6 separate regions of the Mus musculus genome follow, and regions 2, 3, 4, 5 and 6 are each linked to region 1. A link is a contact called in public Hi-C, HiChIP or PLAC-seq and promoter capture Hi-C data. All regions are on one chromosome and are shown on one strand. Each heading gives the region's core, a stretch centred on a gene start, on an enhancer-like site or on the middle of the called end of the contact. The rest is flanking DNA. Distances are from core to core; before and after follow the strand shown.

Region 1 (2,700 bases), core at 181-2,680:
GTCTGCATGGCTCCTGGTAACCTCCTCAGGCCTCAGTGTTCCTGCCTTAGATTCTGGCAACAGATTCTCTGTGTTTTCTTGGGCTCTCTCCCGTCTCCTTCTGGTGACAGAAGAAGACAGGGAGAGACAGAAGTTCAAGATGATCAGGATCCAAGAAACATGCTGTTCAATTCAGTTTCTCCTTCCAGGATTTTTTTTTTTCTGTTAAGGAGTCATCATCCCAGGGTGTCTGGTACCCAAGAGAGCCGATGGCACAACTTAAAAACTGTAGCAAAACAAAGGGACTTGAACTCCGGTGTCAGTTCACAGCCACTGGGCTTCTGCACTGTCCGCCACTAGGCAAAGATTCTCCTTGCCTTCCGTAAGCGTGAGGTGTTTCAACGACTTGATTTAGATTTCATGCGGAAGTAACTTTAAGGAAGGACTCAAGAAGAGCAGGCCTGGGTGAGAGTGGGGTGGAGGACAAGATTTAGGGATGGTTTCTAGTCCCTGCCCTAGGCCTCAAGACTGGGGCTGCCCCAGTCTGTTGGAGGAGACAAGCTCTCGGTACTCAATTTATAATGCTTTGATTCGCGTGTACACTAGGGGGCGCAAGCAGGCTTGTTTTCCAGAATGGCCCTAACAAATCCTCAGCGATTCTAAGGAATGGGGTAGAGGAGGGATGTCAGGAGCCACACTGTCTCTGAAAAGTGCTGAGAGTAAACGGATGTTTGAGGATGGGGTCTAAGAAGGAGGGTAATATCCTCACTAATTGCTCGAAGCGGTTTTCTATATTTGTCCACACCCCACACCCCCCATCAGCCTTGGAACTCTGAGCTGGGGCTAAAAGGGCAAGTTATGTGAGGGCCTGGGTTGCTCCCGGACTAAGCTGGCAACTAGGCTGGCAGGCTGGCAGCCTCGAGGTGAGTCAACACATGGAAGCTGGTGGCCCAGAGCGGCTCTTTCAAGCTGGCTGAGACTGAACCTCTACAGTAAGGCCAGTGTTTCACCCAGTCCTGAGTCAGCCAGCCAGGAGACTCGGGTCTATGGAAAAAGGCCCTACATACCTTTGCTCTGGAAAGAAGGGCTGTGCGTTTGGCCCCCAAATGCAAGAGCTCTTTTACCAAACGGACCTGTGCACCACTGACCTACTTTTTCCGTAGAGTAGACGGAAGCCAGCCCAGGAGTACACGGCCTTCTTCCCACCCGTTTCCTCCAATGCCTTCAACAGTGGCCTTGTTGTCCCAGGCTAGGGAACTACGGGTGTGGACCGTACTTTCCTGGCCTACCGAAGGGAAATGAGCGGAGGAAATCCGCACAAGGTTTTTTTTTTTTTTTCTGCCAAATATTTCTTCCCCTAGGAAGACAGTACATTCAAGCTACTGAGTGGAGACTGGAGTTAGGCCAGCCATAAACTATCCTAATGAAGACTAATAGGGAACTACAATTACTGTTGACTTCAGAATGCAAACACGAACTTTAGACAGCGATCCCTATCAGCCGGGGCGGTCGGGCACAGGCGGGGCGCACTGTTTTTGCGGTTGCTTAGCAATGGAAAATGAACTGTTCCTGCCTCTTATCACTGGAGGTGGAGGTAGGACAATGAGCGTTATTGGACTGAATAGGTATAAAATTAGTTTATTCTTTCTCGCTTGGAGAAGGCAATTGGCAGCAAAGAGAATGTCTTGGATGAGGGGCCCTGCAGAAGTTGGGGGAGGAGGGTGGCCTCTTTTCTATCTCAGCTGATCCCAACCAGCCTTGTGTTTCCCTCCAGATAAAGTTTGATTTTTGACTGTGAGTGACCCTCCAGAATTATCATTAGAGAAAACATATACAAATGTAAATCACAGACCAGGTTGGAAATGAGAGTTGGGGGAATGAAATCTTAGTAACAAGAAGGTTAAGGGTAACCCCCAAATCCACAGGTCGAGATACATAACTGAATGCAATGTTAAATATAGACATCTTAGGGTCTCTATGCTTGGTACTGTATTAGATCAGATGTAATGATTTTTAGGTAAAAGAACGTATTGTGGAAAATCAAAACTGGCACCTCCAAAATCCACAGTGAAGATGGTCGCCTGGCCGGAAGGTCTTGTGGCTACGCAGAGGGATTTCCTTCTTTTGTACGGAGGGTCTCTTTCTGCAGTTGTGGTGCTGACCTCTCCTGAAACTACTATGAAGTCAGTGGCTTTGGTGAAAGGAAACCCACCGGGGCTTCCTGGGCAATGGCATGGAAAGGACCTTAGACTCCACTAATGCACACAGTTGGATAGAAATTGTCGGATACACTGTTCCTAAAACAGCAGGCTGAGCCCGGGGTGGGCAGCTGATGGCAGAACCACCCCGTTCCTATGCTTTCTGAACAAGGACTCTCTGTGTAGCTGGGGCAGACCTCTAACTCACAGTCATCCCGCACCAACCTTCTCAATGCCGGGGTTATAGGTGTGAGCCACCGCTCCTGAGCCACCAGCATTCATGGTAACTTGTGGCCATTGAGAAGTTGACTTGGATGAAATCACACGGGCTTGCCAACAGCAAATCTTTTTCTTTTTTCTTTTAATTTAAAATCAACACATAGGGTTTGACTCGATGCACGCCACATGCCCTAGAGTCATAAAAAAGCCTAAAGGTATCTTCATTCCCATTGCTGTGACCTTATATGATGTAAAGATTAGGCAGATGGGATTGGATTAAGGATTTTGAGATGTAAATCCTGGG
Region 2 (2,700 bases), core at 182-2,681, 340 kb after region 1:
TTAAAATGACCAGGTGAGAGTCATCATTGCTGAACCACTCAGAAACAACGACACGGGAGGGAGGAGCATGAAGGCAATTGGATGTGGAGGCCAGTAACCTTTTTACCCACATCCTGACTCTAACCTTACAATTCACACCTGCATTCCACCTTCTGAAGATGCTCCAGGCCGACCCCTACACATCTGGACATATGTCAAGATTACACTGGGTATAATAGCCAGTTAAATTATTAATGCAAGAACTGTACAAATAAAAGCATCATGTTCTTTTATATAGTAATAATTATTATTGTAGACAACACAAATTGAATAATAAGAACCATCAGGGAAGTTCAGTGATAAGCTAACAATTTTCAGCAATCAGATCAAATATCTCTGCTCAAGCTGTTTAATAAAATAAATAGCAGCTTGTTGGCATTTTTGCTCAGTTAAGCACATAGTCTACATCCCAGGTAGAACTAAGAAAGACACAGAGATGATACAGAAAAAAAAAAAAACGTAATTATGATGGTGATAATTTAGCTATATCCAAATCCTGAGCAAGCTGGACATGGATTAATAAATAACATAACCTCAGAATTAAAAAAATAACATTTATTTATAGATGCATGCATGTTTACATAGGCATATACAGTTCCACATGTGTATACATTATATGAATTTTCATACATATCAGTCAGTTATTAATATAAAGAGTAGTAGTACTTCTATTAATTCGTATTGGGAATAATGTTATATAATGTGATAATGCTAAGCCTGGGACTGAGGACAGAATGCTTCCCTATCATGCCTGAAGACCCAGGTTCGACCCCCAGCACATAAAATGTATGTGGTGATGCCAGGAGTCCAGAGAATCAGAGAGTCACCCTCATTCCACAGGGAGTACAGGGCCAGCATGGGCTATAAGAGAGCAAGCTTCAAAAAGAAAAAAAATTCTTCAGGTCTTGGAAGTCACTATGAAGCACTGCATTCCCCATGACATGGCCACTCCCCATTCTAAATAAGGGGGCTGCAGGGTGTTTCCTATTTACCCAAAATGGGCTTCGACAGGGCCCTCCAGGACCACCTGGTCCTCCAACTGAACTGAGTCCTGCTCAGTTCCACCCCAGTTTATCAGAGACTGGGAAGGAGACAGCATGTCCCATTCATCAGATTCAACGAACCACTGGGGAGTAATTCAGACCTTCAGTGGCTATTTGGACCAGTTCCCTGCTTCTCTGTTCACCTGGAAAATTATGTGTCACCAGAAGATAGTGACACTGGGAGACGGGAAGTGTGTGTGTGTGTGTGTGTGTGTGTGTGTGTGTGTGTGTGAGGTTTACAGTCAAAAGCTTTAAATTCCCTAAGCTTTTCTAGCACAAATAGAGCCGAGCTGATAAACGGGTTTACCCTTGTTGCTATCAGAGTGCTGATCTCCCAAGCAAACACATTTTGTACTAGGGTCTGACTGTTGAAAGTCCAACTGTTGAGAGGCCATTGGACTCAGGATCTGGGGAGGCAGCCCTTCACCAAGGCCTCCCTCCTCATTATGGTCTATGTGTCATATTAAGCAGGCCTGTTGAAGGTCACTCTCTTATAACAGCAGTCTACTTTTTTATATATAATATGATTTATTTATATTTTATGAATTGGTGTTTTGCATGGATGGATGTCTGTGTGAGGGTGCCATGTGGGTGCTGAAAACTCAACCAGGCCCTCTGGAAGAGCAGCCAGTGCTCTTAACCACTGAGCAATCTTTCCAGAAGAGACCCAAGGATTCTACCTTAAAATAGCTCTTCAGAGTCCTAGGAAGACATCCCTGCTCTGACTTCTGATTTCCAGTTCTATCCCATTAATTTATATATATATGAGATTGATCTCATGTATGCATGAGATTGGATCTCATTTATATATGAGATTGGATCTCATGTAGCCCAGGCCAGTATATGTCTTCCTATGAAGTCATGGAGGGCCTTGAACTCCCGACCTTCCTGTTTCTACCTCCCAAGTGCTGGGATTACAGGTGAGCATCACCACACTTAGTTTATGTGGTGCTAGTGACCGAACACAGGGTACCCTGCATACTAGGCAAGCACTCTACCAGAGGCGCACTAGCCCTGGCTCCAGATCCTCTTACTATGCTGATGCTATCATTGGTGGAACTCCAAGCATTGAATATAGTCCTGAGACTGGGCCCAACAGACTCAACCCCAGATTAACATTCCATTATCCATGGAGGGCCTTCAAATGCATTTACAGGAGATGGAGTGTATTAATCACGGTGACACATGAGGACACACGAGGGTGACAGGTACAGTGCAGGCCAGCAGGCATCATCACACTGCTCATGGCAATCAGGGGGATAGCCTCTCTCTGTCACTGCATGGGGTGGGATAGCCAGATGTCACCCTCGAGATAAATATGTGAATGCATAGTCTTAACCCAGAGTGCTATGAACAGATGCCCACTCGTCTTTTCCACTCTCCTGAAGCCAGGAAGAAAGTCTTAATTGCTGGTATGCCTCTAATACCTGCTAATCTTCCTTTTAATAAAGATAAGCCCTGGGCTTTGGGCCTCCAGTAAACGGCAATCTGAGACCGAAAGGAGGCTAGACGAGGAGGAGACAAAGCAGCATCAAGAAATAGGAGCAAGAGGAGAGCCAAGGGTCCGCAGATACAGATTTCACACAGCAGCGAGACTGCAAACTCGGGGGCTCATTTT
Region 3 (2,700 bases), core at 190-2,689, 370 kb after region 1:
GTCAAGGAACAAGAACAGCCATCAATACAGCCAGCAAGAAACAAAAGCAGAAAGAGCACCCGCAAATTAAGCTCAACCCCCAGCAACAAGAAAATGGAGTTACAGCCAGGTTATGGTGGTGCAGGCCTTTAATCCCAGCAATCAGGAGGCAGAGGCAGTTGGATGTCTGTGAGTTCGAGGGCAGCCTGGCCTACAGTAGAGTGAGTTCTAGGACAGCCAGGGCTACATAAAGAAATCCTGTCTCAAATCCCTCCGAAAAGAAGGAAGGAAGGAAGGAAGGAAGGAAGGAAGGAAGGAAGGAAGGAAGGAAGGAAGACAGCAAATGGAGTTGTACTTCTAGACCTAAATTTGAGGAGGCTGAGGGGGCGTGACAGGTCCAGCCGTGGTCTGCCGTACTGAAAATTAGCTAAGAACCCCTCAGTGACATTATTTATTCAACAATATCAAAATGTAAATGAACCACTATGCTAAAAAAAAAAAAAGATAGAAAAAAGAGAAAGAAATCCATACAGCTGGTTTCTATATGAATGCAGAAACACCATTTCTTTAAAAAAAAATATGAACGATTTCTTCATCTCTCACATTCAGTTAGTATACAGTTGGCATTTTCAAAATGCAAACCTGATGTGGCTTTGGAATTCATTGAAGCACATTGGAAGACATCTGAGTGGAGGGGTTGGGGGGTGCGGCAGGGATTCTAGCCATATGCTGCTGGTGCATGGATTTGAATATTTGAAAGGTAATCTAGAAAAGAGAATGCTTCCAGCTCTCCTTACCAACAACAGTCATTCGTAGCAACCACACGTTTTATAGATCGAACCACTTGCCCATGTGTGAGACAATTACACGAGGACGTCAGGGGCTAGCCTCCCAGGGCAGCCTGGCTAGTTCAAGTGTGATTCTCGATAGGCTACTGGACATAGAGCCCAGCAGTCCTCTGCGTCACTGCTAAGGGAGGGATGATGGCTCTGGCCACATTGAGTGTATTCACAAAGAGATTTCCTAAAAAAAAAAAAAAAAAAATGCTCAAGTTTGGTGACCATGGATGAAAAGCTGCGGGGCCTCGCAATGGCTGCCTCCAAACCCGACCAGCAATGCTGTGAAATCAATCATCTCTCCTATCACGCTCATCGGATCCGCTGCTTGCACCCTTCTGTTTATCTGAGCAGCCACAAAGGAAATGGGCAAAAGCCAAGCCCACGGGCAGGGACTCTCCCTCTGGCTCTGATGGTGGTGTGCACCCAGAGAGGGATGGGAGGGACCCCTGTAACAGAACTGGGAAGGAGCCCTGTCAGAGCTCCTCAGCCCTGCCCATCTGTCCCTGGGCCAGGCCTCTAACTGGGTCATTCCGTCAGAGACCACACAAAAGACTGTGTGGTCGTGTGCACGGCTAATCCACTTCCGTGCTTGCAGAGGGCACTAACTCACATAAGAACAAACTCCATCGCCTCGCGCTTGGCTCGCTCACCAAGCCACATGTCTGAGACCCAAACCACCGCAAGTACAGGCTGGCGACGTCACCACAAAAAGAGTCCAAAAACCGAGTACTTTGTTTTCCATGCTTGGGAGGGCGGGGGCGGGGGAGGAAGTGAATGTGGACTTGTGACAGAGCTGAGAAACCTGACCACAACATTGGTGAGGAGGGGCTTTGGTTTTGGATCTGACCTGGCCACGGTTCTCAGTGGGCAAACACCTCCATTAGCTCAGCGAACAGGGGAATGCGCTCATCCCTGAAGGACAGGAAGAGAATAATTCCAGAACCGTGGCTCCAGGAGAGAAGGCTGGCACCTCTGCTTCAGCCCTGTCTAGCCACCACCATTATTCTACTCCTCCCCTTGACCCCATCCTCCATCTGAAACAAACTAGAACCTCAGGTCTGGAGGGAGTCTGGGAGCTGAGGCTTCACAGACATCCTCTCTTTGGCATGGCATGTCCCTAAGATGACACGTGAGAATCTACTCCTCCTACCAAGCACACGTCTTCTCACAGCATCTGTAGCCAGGGACCCCTCTCCTCTGACCCCAATTAATTCAACTCTGACCCAGAGCCCCTCTCTTGGATCCAGCACCCAAAGCTCTCCAAGAGCTCCTGAGGCAGACAAATGAACCCGTGGTCAAGCACGCACATCATCGCCAGGATAGCAGCATCTGAGATCTGGGATGACCTCCATCTCAGGCAGTGAATTACAACAGGTGTGGGGAGGTGTGTGATACATGAATTACCTCCTGATGGGGTTGTAATAGCCAGATCTTTTCTCTGCAGCCTAACAAAGTATGGCCAACAGTGTTACTGTTCTGATGGTAGTATTTGCTTGACTCTAGCCCACCTCACCAACTACTGTCCCTAACCCATCTGCCTTGAGCGGCATGGGCAGCGACTGATACCGCAGCCAGTGAGGAGACTCCAGAAAGTCACCCTCAAAGCACAGTGGTGAGGGTCTGAAGCACACTAGACCATAGCCACCTCATGTGGAATTCCAGGGTGGTAACGTAAGGAGCTGCCGGGCAGGGGAAAGAATGATCAAGTTGCCCCATGGATAGAAAGTAACAGTGACAAATGAGGACTGCCTTCTGTGACAGTCCTTAGCAAGCCAGGAAACACTGGAGAAATTTGAGAATTTGACATCTAAAAACCAAGACCCAATAATCATTCAAGAGTGGAGCGAAGGCTTGGCCGAACTGTTCTTTCTATCGGATTATA
Region 4 (2,700 bases), core at 26-2,525, 350 kb before region 1:
CTGATTAGTCCAACATATGGCTAGGCTCGGCCAAAACAAATAGCTGTGATTAATCCAAACATCCCATTTTGAGCTATAGAAGCAGACTGTTCAGGCCGGGAGGGGCACTCTCGGGAGCAGCTTACCCTATGGTTACAACAGCAGGCTTAACAAGAGGCTTCTCTCAAGCTCTCTTTTCTGACCCACTTTCAGCTGTGTGGACCCAAAGAGAGGCAGGAGATAGAAGAGGGAGGGAGCTGTTCAAGAGTGGCCAGGATAAGGTAAGAAGCTGAGAGGGGGAACAGGAGGCTCAGAGCCTAAGCATTAAAAGCAATGACGTAAAAAGCAATGAAGGGAACCTGCAGGCCCCGGTCACAAGAATTTGTGAGAACTGTCAGGTCTTCAGGGCCAAGTGTGCCAGGCATCTGACTGAGAGCTGTATCGCTGGCTACCACCATGGCCTGAGAAATCCCAGTACCTAGGACCTTCAGGAAACTGCAATCCCAGCTGAGACTGAGATTAGCAAACCCAATTTCTAGGCCCAAGGAGCTCTAATACATTCAGGGCTGACACCCAATAACGGAGCCCTGCGCACCAACTCTTAACACTAGAGGGCCCCAACTTCCCAGTCACACTGGTCAACACTGCAGGGTGTTGTAACACTAGAGGGTGACACTTGCCAGTCTTGCTACCTGCAGCTGGCAGCCCTCAGGAGGCAGGGGCAGGTGGATCACTGGGTTCAAGGCCAGCATGGGTTTCAGAGCAAGTTCCAGAACAGCCAGGGCTACACAGAGAAACCCTGTCTCAAAAAACAAAACAAAACAAAACAAAACATCCCTATAGAATTAAAGTAAGGTCATGGGTTCTGAATATCGTCCCTCTACCTCATCAAGTGTAATAATAGTACATCTTCTAGAAAATAATCTCCTTTTTGTCATTTGATAATATATATCTCAATCCCATAGTGATACTTGGGGTTAGATTTGAACTCGGATCAGGGCTCATAATGTTTGAGCTATACATACTTTCATCCTGATTACCTGTAGACTAAAATTCGCAAATGAGAAAGCATGAAAAGGAAAAGGAAAGGCTCCCCCGAAGCCTAGAAAGAGGAAGGTGAAACCAGGTAACCCCGTAGGCCATCGTCCTATGAGCCACCAGCAGTGGTCGCCAGAGCACAGGTTCCGGACCCCGCCCCCCTGCCCGGGACACACACGCGCGCGCGATTGCGCGCATGCGTGTGTGCTCAGACGCATGCGCGTTGGCTCCCACTTGCACGGGGGCGCCAGCAGGGGCGGGGACGCGCACGGCGGAGGCGGAGCGGCGGCGGCAGCGGCGGCAGCGGCAGCGGCAGCGGCGTAGGGGGCCCAGGCTGCAGGGTGGCAGCCCGCGGCGGGCTCCAGGTAACCGAGGCGCCGCGCAGTGCCGAGCCGGCCGCCCGCCGCCGAGCCATGGAAATCGGCACCGAGATCAGCCGCAAGATCCGGGTGAGGCCCGCGTCGGCGGGCGCTGGGCATGGCGGGCAGGCGGTTGCCAGGAGTAACGGGGCGGGTGGGCCCGGCCTGCAGCGTCTCCTCCGCGCCGGCCGCCTCAGACGGAGCGCAGGCGCGGCGGTCGGCTCTGGGGACTCCAGCGGGCCCGTGAGAGGCACCTGGGCGGCAGCGGCGGCGGCGGCTGCGGGAAGCGCCGCGCGGGGGGCGGCGTCCCCTCCCCCACCCCCCGGTTGCGCGGGGCGGCTCTTTCACTGTCGCGGTTTTCACAGGCACCTTTGCTGTTTTTTTTTTTTTTTTTCTCTCTCTCTCCCTCAGAGTGCCATTAAGGGGAAATTACAAGAATTAGGAGCTTACGTAGGTAAGTCGATTCTCATCCTTCGCCTCCATATACTACTGTAGGGCTTGTAGCTGCCTGGATGTGTGAGTGACTCTGCCCCAGAGCTCTTCGGGTGGTCTGCCTTGAGAGCCCTGGTTTTCCTCTCCCCTCGTTCCATCGAGCCATCTATAGCAGCACCCCGAGGTCCCTTCCCCCACCCCCATCTCCTGTCTAAGATGTTATTTTGAAATAGTCTAGCTTTTCTAACCTTCGGCTGAAGCTGTCGTGTTTTTAAGCACCCATGTTTGTTCGAATTTTGTTCTGTTTTTCCTGTTGTTACTTTCTCATCATGACCTTTAATTTGAGATCTCTCATTTTGGATATGAACATTATATGCTTCAGGCTTCTGGCATTTGCCACAGAGCTGGTTCAGTAAGTTTTATGTATTAGATTTTTTTTGTTTTTGTTTGTTTGTTTGTTTGTTTTTTCAGAATGAGTGTTTACTCTGAGCTAGGCATTGTTTAGCCATTAAAATGTAAATGATAATATCCCAGTTGTACAAATAGAAACAAAGGCTTCAGGTACTTGAACAGGCCTGGGGGAGGAAGCCTGTCTGACCCCACTGATGGTGGCTTTAGTTGTAAATCATGGGTACCTTAAAATAGTAACTCAGGGTCTGAGACCCTTACTGACCCCTGGAGTCAAATTTGTTTTCATAATGGTTAGAAGGCTTGACATTACACTATGTCTACACTTGGATTATACGAAAGCAGTGAGTTTAAAAGGTCACACCAGCTTTTACTAGAACTCTTGGTCAAATAATTGTAGTTTAAAAAAAAAAGTTCCATCTAGAATGTTATCAATGAGACAGATAAAAAAAAAATGGTTTTTAAAACTGGCTTCTCAATTGGG
Region 5 (2,700 bases), core at 179-2,678, 280 kb after region 1:
ACTATTTTTGTCTGATTTATTACCACTGAGCGCCCTTCCTCTGGAAGGGGGAAGGGCTGCGATCTCTCTTAAAGCTAGGCTAGTTTTACACCAGCAGGGCCAGCCTGTGTGTGTAGCCCTTCATAATGCATTTGAACTAGTTTGGTCAGCTTACCAGGAAAGCAAGGGAGCCACCACATCAGTATCTCTGTTGCTAAGGCAACTGCTTACTTTCCATATCAACTGCACACTCGTTGCTATGGAGACGCACATACAAAAAAAAAAAAAAAAAAAAAAAAAAAAGTCCTTCTCTGGCCAGGGACCAGATGGCAGAGAACTCACCGAAGTCTTGGGGTAGGGGACTTTGCTAAATAGGATGCTAAACGGATGTGTCCTGGAGTGCACTTTCTCTCATCACATAGGAGATGCAGAGCTACTCCAAACACATTTAGGATTTGCATCCTTATTGCAGAAAGCAAAGAGCTAAAACAGAGATCGGACTTCTTTCTGACTGAGAGGTAATCCAGGAACTCTTGGTTCCGTTCCCTGTGCACTTCTTAGTTATTCCATTGCCTCTGCATTGCCTAACTTACACCTGGACCCTGACTTTCACCGAGCTTCATGTTCATACAGCAAACATTCAACTTGAAGGCTCTACTTAGATAGTTTAACGGTAGCTCAAAAAAGAGACAGGCAGACAGACAGAAGACAGACAGACAAAAACATTGAGGCTCGGCATGGTAATACAAACCTTTAATCTCAGCACTCGGGATGCTGAGGCAGGTGGATTTCTGTGAATCGGAGACTAGCTAGGGTTACATAGTGAGACCCTGTTTCTAACAAAAAAACCCTATCTCAAACTGAACACTAACAAATTCCTACCCTACCTCTCCACCCAAATGTGCCCACGTACCTGCACCCACAGACTGCGATCTTGAAGCACGCCAGAGTAACCGTCACCACTCAAAGGCCAATACTCTGCTCCTGTCCCTTTAAATGTCCAATTCTGCTTCTATAGATTTCCTGAAGCCTTCTTGCTGCTCTTTGGACATTCGCAACCATTACCACCTCAGAGCCTTCGCAGGGCTTTGTCTTGCTGTCCAAGGCGCGCCCAGCCAGTTCCTCTGAAGAGCCTCTTGAACTCACCGCCCTCCTGTTCCCTTCTACTGCATCTCCTCCCTCTAACTTTCTTCACCGCACCCATCACTACCTGCCCGGCCCACGTAATGAAGTGCTGTTTAGCTCATCTTCCACCCCCCATCCTTAGGACAGTCTAGATCACCCAGTGTCTGACAGGTACGGCCTTTGTGAACTGTTCGTTGTTAAATGAAGGGAGGCTACTTTTTTCTGCAAATAAGAGTTAATTTTTACTTTGCAAACTCCGTGTTCCTTGAGGTCTTCCGAGCTCAGCACAAACACTATCTATCGCCTTACATGACATCATCCACAGCTGACTCACCCAGCATCCCGGGACTTACACCAGCATCCCGGGACTTACACCAGCAGTGTTGGGGGAGCCAGGGGGGTGGGGGGGGGGGGGTTACGTCCTGGCTCTGTGCCAGGCAGCTTGGAGTCAGTGTTCACATGATTTGACCTTTCTTTCTAAGACAGCATATACAAAGGTTCTGCTTCCTGAGTGTCTTCAAGCTAATGACATTAGTTGAATCACTTATAGGTCTTGTCCCAGAGGACAGGCACAGCCTTCCAAGAGACACTTCAAAGAGATCCTGTAAGTGGAGGGGAACCCTGGACTAGAGCCCCTAGGGTCCAGAGGAGACCTGGAACACCCTAGGAGCTGTAAGGGGAAAGATGTGGGAGCAGCCAGCTCTGCCAGTATTTACTGCCTCCTGCTGAGTTCAAGGCACAGGTACTCAAACAAGCCCAGGCGGGAGACCTAGCTCAAAATCAAAGGCTCTGTTCCTGGAACTGCTGGGAATCTTACAAAGCAAACCATCAAGTTATTATTAAAAGAACAACTTTAGGCACGACTATCTTCAACGATATACTTTCTTGCTTTTCTCTTATCCATCTTGGCACACACTCTATCTTTACCTCTACCAAGCTACTGCTTTTGAAGATAGTCAATGCAATTTAACCAGAATATCTTGAAGTAAAACTTCAACTGGACTATTTTAAAGAAAGACTACATTGGTGACTTTAAGCTGTCCCCACTGTTGTTCATGGAACCTTCCAGCCACCACCTCTCTCCTTCTCTTTCCTCTGATACTGTTCAACACACCTCTAGTCCAGTGACATGAGTCTCTGCATCCAGACCTTTGTGTCAGAAGATCCCATATGACTTAGTAATTGTATGTGTGTGTGGGGGGGGGGGGGGGGTTTACATCAAAACTACATTTCCCAGTCTTCCTTGTAGCTACAAGAGATCATGGGAGTAGAAGATAGCCAATCAAATTTTAAAAAGGGAGCGTCCCTTCAACCTGCTAATTCCACAGGACCCTACTTGTCTTTCCCTTCATTTCTGCGGTGGCTGATGCTATCCTGGACCATGAAACACTTGAACAGAAACCAGCAATGCACTAAAAATAACAGCATTAGACTCATCCCCGTGGCACAGCAATACTTGTCGAGCTTGCTTACATCAGCAGCATTTGCCTTTTCAGCACCAGCCGTGCCTCAGCCTATCTGTTCCCATCACAGGGCACCTAAGACTGCTCTGTTTACAACTCACTGGAGCGTTTCCTCCCCTGGAATATTAACTTG
Region 6 (2,700 bases), core at 64-2,563, 510 kb after region 1:
TTTGTTTTTCTTTTTTCTTTCTTCTTCTTTTTTAGATATCTAGCCTTAAAAGAAAAATGTGGGGTCACATGAGTAAAGTTAAAAAAATGATATTGGGAAAATAGAATGGTGTTAGCTAGTCAAAAAAAAAAAATCTGGTCAACAAATTCATTTAATTCCCAATGACTTCTCCCCAGCTGCAAGTTTCTCTTTACTTCTTCTTCTTCTTTTCTTCTTTTTCCCCTTTGTAAGAACGCTACAGAAATGGAAAGGAAATCATCTGTAAACAGAAAGTATCGATCTTGGCAGAAGCCCTGTAAGGCACACGCGTACCACTTCCTTCCTTCCTTCCTTTTGATCCCCAGTAATAAAGGGAGAGAGAAAACATTCAGACAAACTGTCAGAAGGAAAGGTCGCATCCCCTGACCCTTACTCAGCCTTTCCCATGTCTCCTCCTGAGGTTCAACCAGACCCTCGAATCAGAGCAGAAAAAAAAAATTCCTTCTTGCTTGATAACGGTTCATCCACTGAAGCCAGTTGATCTGTGACTATGAAACGGTTGATACGGGCAAGGCCTGAGCTGGGAGGAGAGGAAAATGGAAAGAGAATGTTCGTTTTAAGAAGTGTAAAATCTTTCCGCCAGATCAGCGCCATCATGGACACGAGTCGCGTGCAGCCCATCAAGCTGGCTAGGGTAACCAAAGTGCTGGGCAGGATTGGTTCGCAGGGACAGTGCACGCAGGTGTGAGTGGAATTTATGGGTGACACCAGCCGCCCTATCATCCAAAATGTCAAAGGCCCCCTTCGAGAGGGTGACATGCTCACCCTATTGGAGTCAGAAAGAGAAGCTCGAAGGTTGTGCTTGATGCTGGGTTCTGGATATCCACGATTTAGCCCATGGAATGACCTACAATTGTTAAATAAAGCATTTGTATTAAAAGAAGAAGAAGAAGAAGAAGAAGTATAAAATCTAGGATGTAGAAAGGCAGCTTGCCATAAAGTGCGGAGTGAAGCAAGTGTTACAATAGTGTGATACAAAGGCAGCTAATGCCCTGTGAGAGCTCCTGCGTCAGAACGCCTGGAGGTACTGTTTGCTTGCTAGAAATCTAGGTGCTGTTCTGGAAAATACAAGTTTAAGAGGAGATGGAAGAGAGACTCTAAGACTGTCCAACCTAAGAGTAGACAGACAGGCTGAGGACAGCATGGCCTCCAGCCACATCCCTGAGTCTGAAGGGAAAAAGTCCCAATGGACAGAATCCTCCCACCAGTAGCGTATCCAGAGCATAGCCAGCACCCAAGGTCACGTCATTTGTCTCCTGGAGGGGCTATTTTTGGAACCCATGTGACAGGGCACTGACAGTGTTTTAAGCAGCTGGACAGTCCAGACAGGAGTTGGATCACAGAAGACAAACGAGGGGACACTATGTGCTTCCCTTTGCAATCCTCAGTGGTGCCCCCCCCACCCCCCCGCAGCTTCAGAAGAAAGGCCAAAACCTTTTAAAAAGGCTTCCCTTGGTAAACCGGAACAGTATTCGGTATCCTGGGTGGCTAAACAGCAGGGAAGGAGGGTACAGCACAGGGCTTTAGGGCTGATGCGCAAACCTGGTTCTCTCTGGACTTGGTGTTCATTTATATCCGGGCTTCTCGGACATCATCTAAGTATTGGGCGCTGCCGTAAATGCTGGGAACGCCATGATCAACCAGTTAGACTCAAGTGGCTTCGTTCTGCTTGGGCAAACCAATTGCCTGCATACGTGATCGTTCCGATGGGTGTGTGCTACACAGGAGGAAAAAGAACAGAAAAGTATCAGAAGTTGAAGTTGACATCAAGGGAGTCTGAGGTTAGGAGGTTCTTAGGCAGTGTTTCCCAGGGTTAAGAAGCAGATGGGCAAAGCAAGCCACACGCAGAAGTCCCTACAATCACGCATGACGTCAGGACTGGACAAAGGTAGTTATGACTATTCTGTGGCTGTGACAGTTCCTTGTGTGCATGCTTTGAACAACCCTAGGTTATAAAACACATAAACAGGAGTTTTAGGAACCCAGGGGAAATAGACCTTTGAAGTTTGGTTAAGTTTGTAGAAAGGTGTTTTCCCTGGGCTGGGTAGGGTTTTGGCAGGTGGGGAACAGAAGCAAATTGGACTCTAAAAGAGGAAGGAACATGAACATGAAACACAAGTACATTAGTATGTGTGCCGATACCATGAAGTAGCTATAGATTTTTTTTTTCCATTAGGAAATGGAATCTTTAAAAGGTGAAACCATTGAAAGAAGTGTTGAAGGTCACCAACATATTTGGCGATAAAGTTCAAATGTAACCAAGTCTAGATGGAGCCCACATCGCCCTTCTGAAAGCACATGGTGCATAGTGAGCTTTTAACAGTGGCTGTTACTATAGGCATCAGTAAGACTGCAACAGCCACCATGGTGCCCAAGGACGGAGCGGGAGGTGACCAGAGCAGGCATGGAATGACAAGAGTCACAGGTGGGCTTTGAAAACTCTGTCCACGTGACCTGCATACTCTGGGCCAGAAATAGCCAATGGCAGACTGAAGAGATGGCTCAGGTAGCTACCGTGGTTGCTGTGCAAGTATGGGGACCTGGATGGATGCCCAGCTCCCTTGAGGATAAGCTGGGGGTGGTGCTGTGTTCTGTAACCCCAGCACCTGGGGAGGCTGAGGCAGGAGGCTGCCGGGGCTTGCTGGCCAGCAAGTCTCACCT

What was found. Promoter capture Hi-C pulls out the DNA fragments that hold promoters and counts their contacts. A called contact is a pair of places that touch in the nucleus more often than the background predicts. HiChIP or PLAC-seq counts read pairs in DNA pulled down with a chosen protein or histone mark.
Region 2: a contact with region 1 is called in a promoter capture Hi-C map of liver, with 5 times the contacts expected there. The contact joins two enhancer-like sites. A contact is called at or near these places in 8 of 39 promoter capture datasets (HPC-7-derived erythroid cells, frontonasal cranial neural crest, hematopoietic stem and progenitor cells and 4 more), 1 of 15 datasets of contacts at CTCF or cohesin (large pre-B cells), 2 of 484 Hi-C or Micro-C datasets (embryonic stem cells and liver), 1 of 115 datasets of contacts at active chromatin or transcription factors (embryonic basal ganglia) and 1 of 9 other capture datasets (embryonic stem cells).
Region 3: a Hi-C map of cerebellar granule neurons shows a contact between it and region 1, with 1.9 times the contacts expected there. The contact joins two enhancer-like sites. A contact is called at or near these places in 2 of 15 datasets of contacts at CTCF or cohesin (the NIH/3T3 cell line and large pre-B cells), 10 of 484 Hi-C or Micro-C datasets (CD8 T cells, the HPC-7 cell line, Sertoli cells and 6 more), 1 of 115 datasets of contacts at active chromatin or transcription factors (embryonic basal ganglia) and 1 of 9 other capture datasets (embryonic stem cells).
Region 4: a contact with region 1 is called in a Hi-C map of the N1E-115 cell line, with 16 times the contacts expected there. The contact joins the promoter of Zc3h14 here to the enhancer-like site in region 1. A contact is called at or near these places in 1 of 39 promoter capture datasets (HPC-7-derived erythroid cells), 1 of 15 datasets of contacts at CTCF or cohesin (the NIH/3T3 cell line), 1 of 484 Hi-C or Micro-C datasets (the N1E-115 cell line), 1 of 115 datasets of contacts at active chromatin or transcription factors (bone marrow-derived macrophages) and 1 of 9 other capture datasets (adipose tissue).
Region 5: a Hi-C map of the N1E-115 cell line shows a contact between it and region 1, with 10 times the contacts expected there. The contact joins two enhancer-like sites. A contact is called at or near these places in 3 of 39 promoter capture datasets (the 3T3-L1 cell line, the C10 cell line and hippocampal neurons), 2 of 15 datasets of contacts at CTCF or cohesin (the NIH/3T3 cell line and large pre-B cells), 18 of 484 Hi-C or Micro-C datasets (the 3T3-L1 cell line, B cells, the Ba/F3 cell line and 13 more), 5 of 115 datasets of contacts at active chromatin or transcription factors (SST interneurons, embryonic basal ganglia, neural progenitor cells and 2 more) and 1 of 9 other capture datasets (embryonic stem cells).
Region 6: a contact with region 1 is called in an H3K27ac HiChIP or PLAC-seq map of heart atrium, with 8 times the contacts expected there. The contact joins two enhancer-like sites. A contact is called at or near these places in 4 of 484 Hi-C or Micro-C datasets (bone marrow-derived macrophages, embryonic retina, embryonic stem cells and 1 more), 2 of 115 datasets of contacts at active chromatin or transcription factors (embryonic basal ganglia and heart atrium) and 1 of 9 other capture datasets (embryonic stem cells).

Annotation. Positions count from the first base shown.
Region 1 is chr12:99,096,506-99,099,205 of GRCm38.p6, forward strand. No RefSeq gene overlaps it. Among named protein-coding and RNA genes, the nearest start is that of 4930474N09Rik, 65 kb to the right of the region's middle. Within about 2 kb of position 1,431, at least 72 of the 459 cell types and tissues checked have an H3K27ac peak or open chromatin away from gene starts, as enhancers often do. A contact at or near this core is called in the N1E-115 cell line, adipose tissue, cerebellar granule neurons and 2 more, where this site is marked.
Region 2 is chr12:99,438,815-99,441,514 of GRCm38.p6, forward strand. All of the region lies in intron 1 of Foxn3 (forkhead box N3), which reads right to left. Among named protein-coding and RNA genes, the nearest start is that of Foxn3, 9.9 kb to the right of the region's middle. Within about 2 kb of position 1,432, at least 9 of the 459 cell types and tissues checked have an H3K27ac peak or open chromatin away from gene starts, as enhancers often do. A contact at or near this core is called in liver, where this site is marked.
Region 3 is chr12:99,466,777-99,469,476 of GRCm38.p6, forward strand. It overlaps a transcript of Foxn3 not described here. Among named protein-coding and RNA genes, the nearest start is that of Foxn3, 18 kb to the left of the region's middle. Within about 2 kb of position 1,440, at least 149 of the 459 cell types and tissues checked have an H3K27ac peak or open chromatin away from gene starts, as enhancers often do. A contact at or near this core is called in cerebellar granule neurons, where this site is marked.
Region 4 is chr12:98,745,693-98,748,392 of GRCm38.p6, forward strand. It overlaps Zc3h14 (zinc finger CCCH type containing 14), which reads left to right and starts at 1,276. Exons shown (of 17, transcript NM_029334.2): 1 at 1,276-1,466; 2 at 1,788-1,830. The coding sequence starts at 1,431.
Region 5 is chr12:99,375,878-99,378,577 of GRCm38.p6, forward strand. The region is part of intron 2 of Foxn3 (forkhead box N3); the gene reads right to left. Among named protein-coding and RNA genes, the nearest start is that of Gm51999, 15 kb to the right of the region's middle. Within about 2 kb of position 1,429, at least 74 of the 459 cell types and tissues checked have an H3K27ac peak or open chromatin away from gene starts, as enhancers often do. A contact at or near this core is called in the N1E-115 cell line, where this site is marked.
Region 6 is chr12:99,608,593-99,611,292 of GRCm38.p6, forward strand. All of the region lies in intron 2 of Gm26839 (predicted gene, 26839), which reads left to right. Gm35644 (a long non-coding RNA gene) reads right to left here. Exons shown (of 4, transcript XR_001780667.2): 4 at 1,504-1,756. Among named protein-coding and RNA genes, the nearest start is that of Gm35644, 10 kb to the right of the region's middle. Within about 2 kb of position 1,314, at least 48 of the 459 cell types and tissues checked have an H3K27ac peak or open chromatin away from gene starts, as enhancers often do. A contact at or near this core is called in heart atrium, where this site is marked.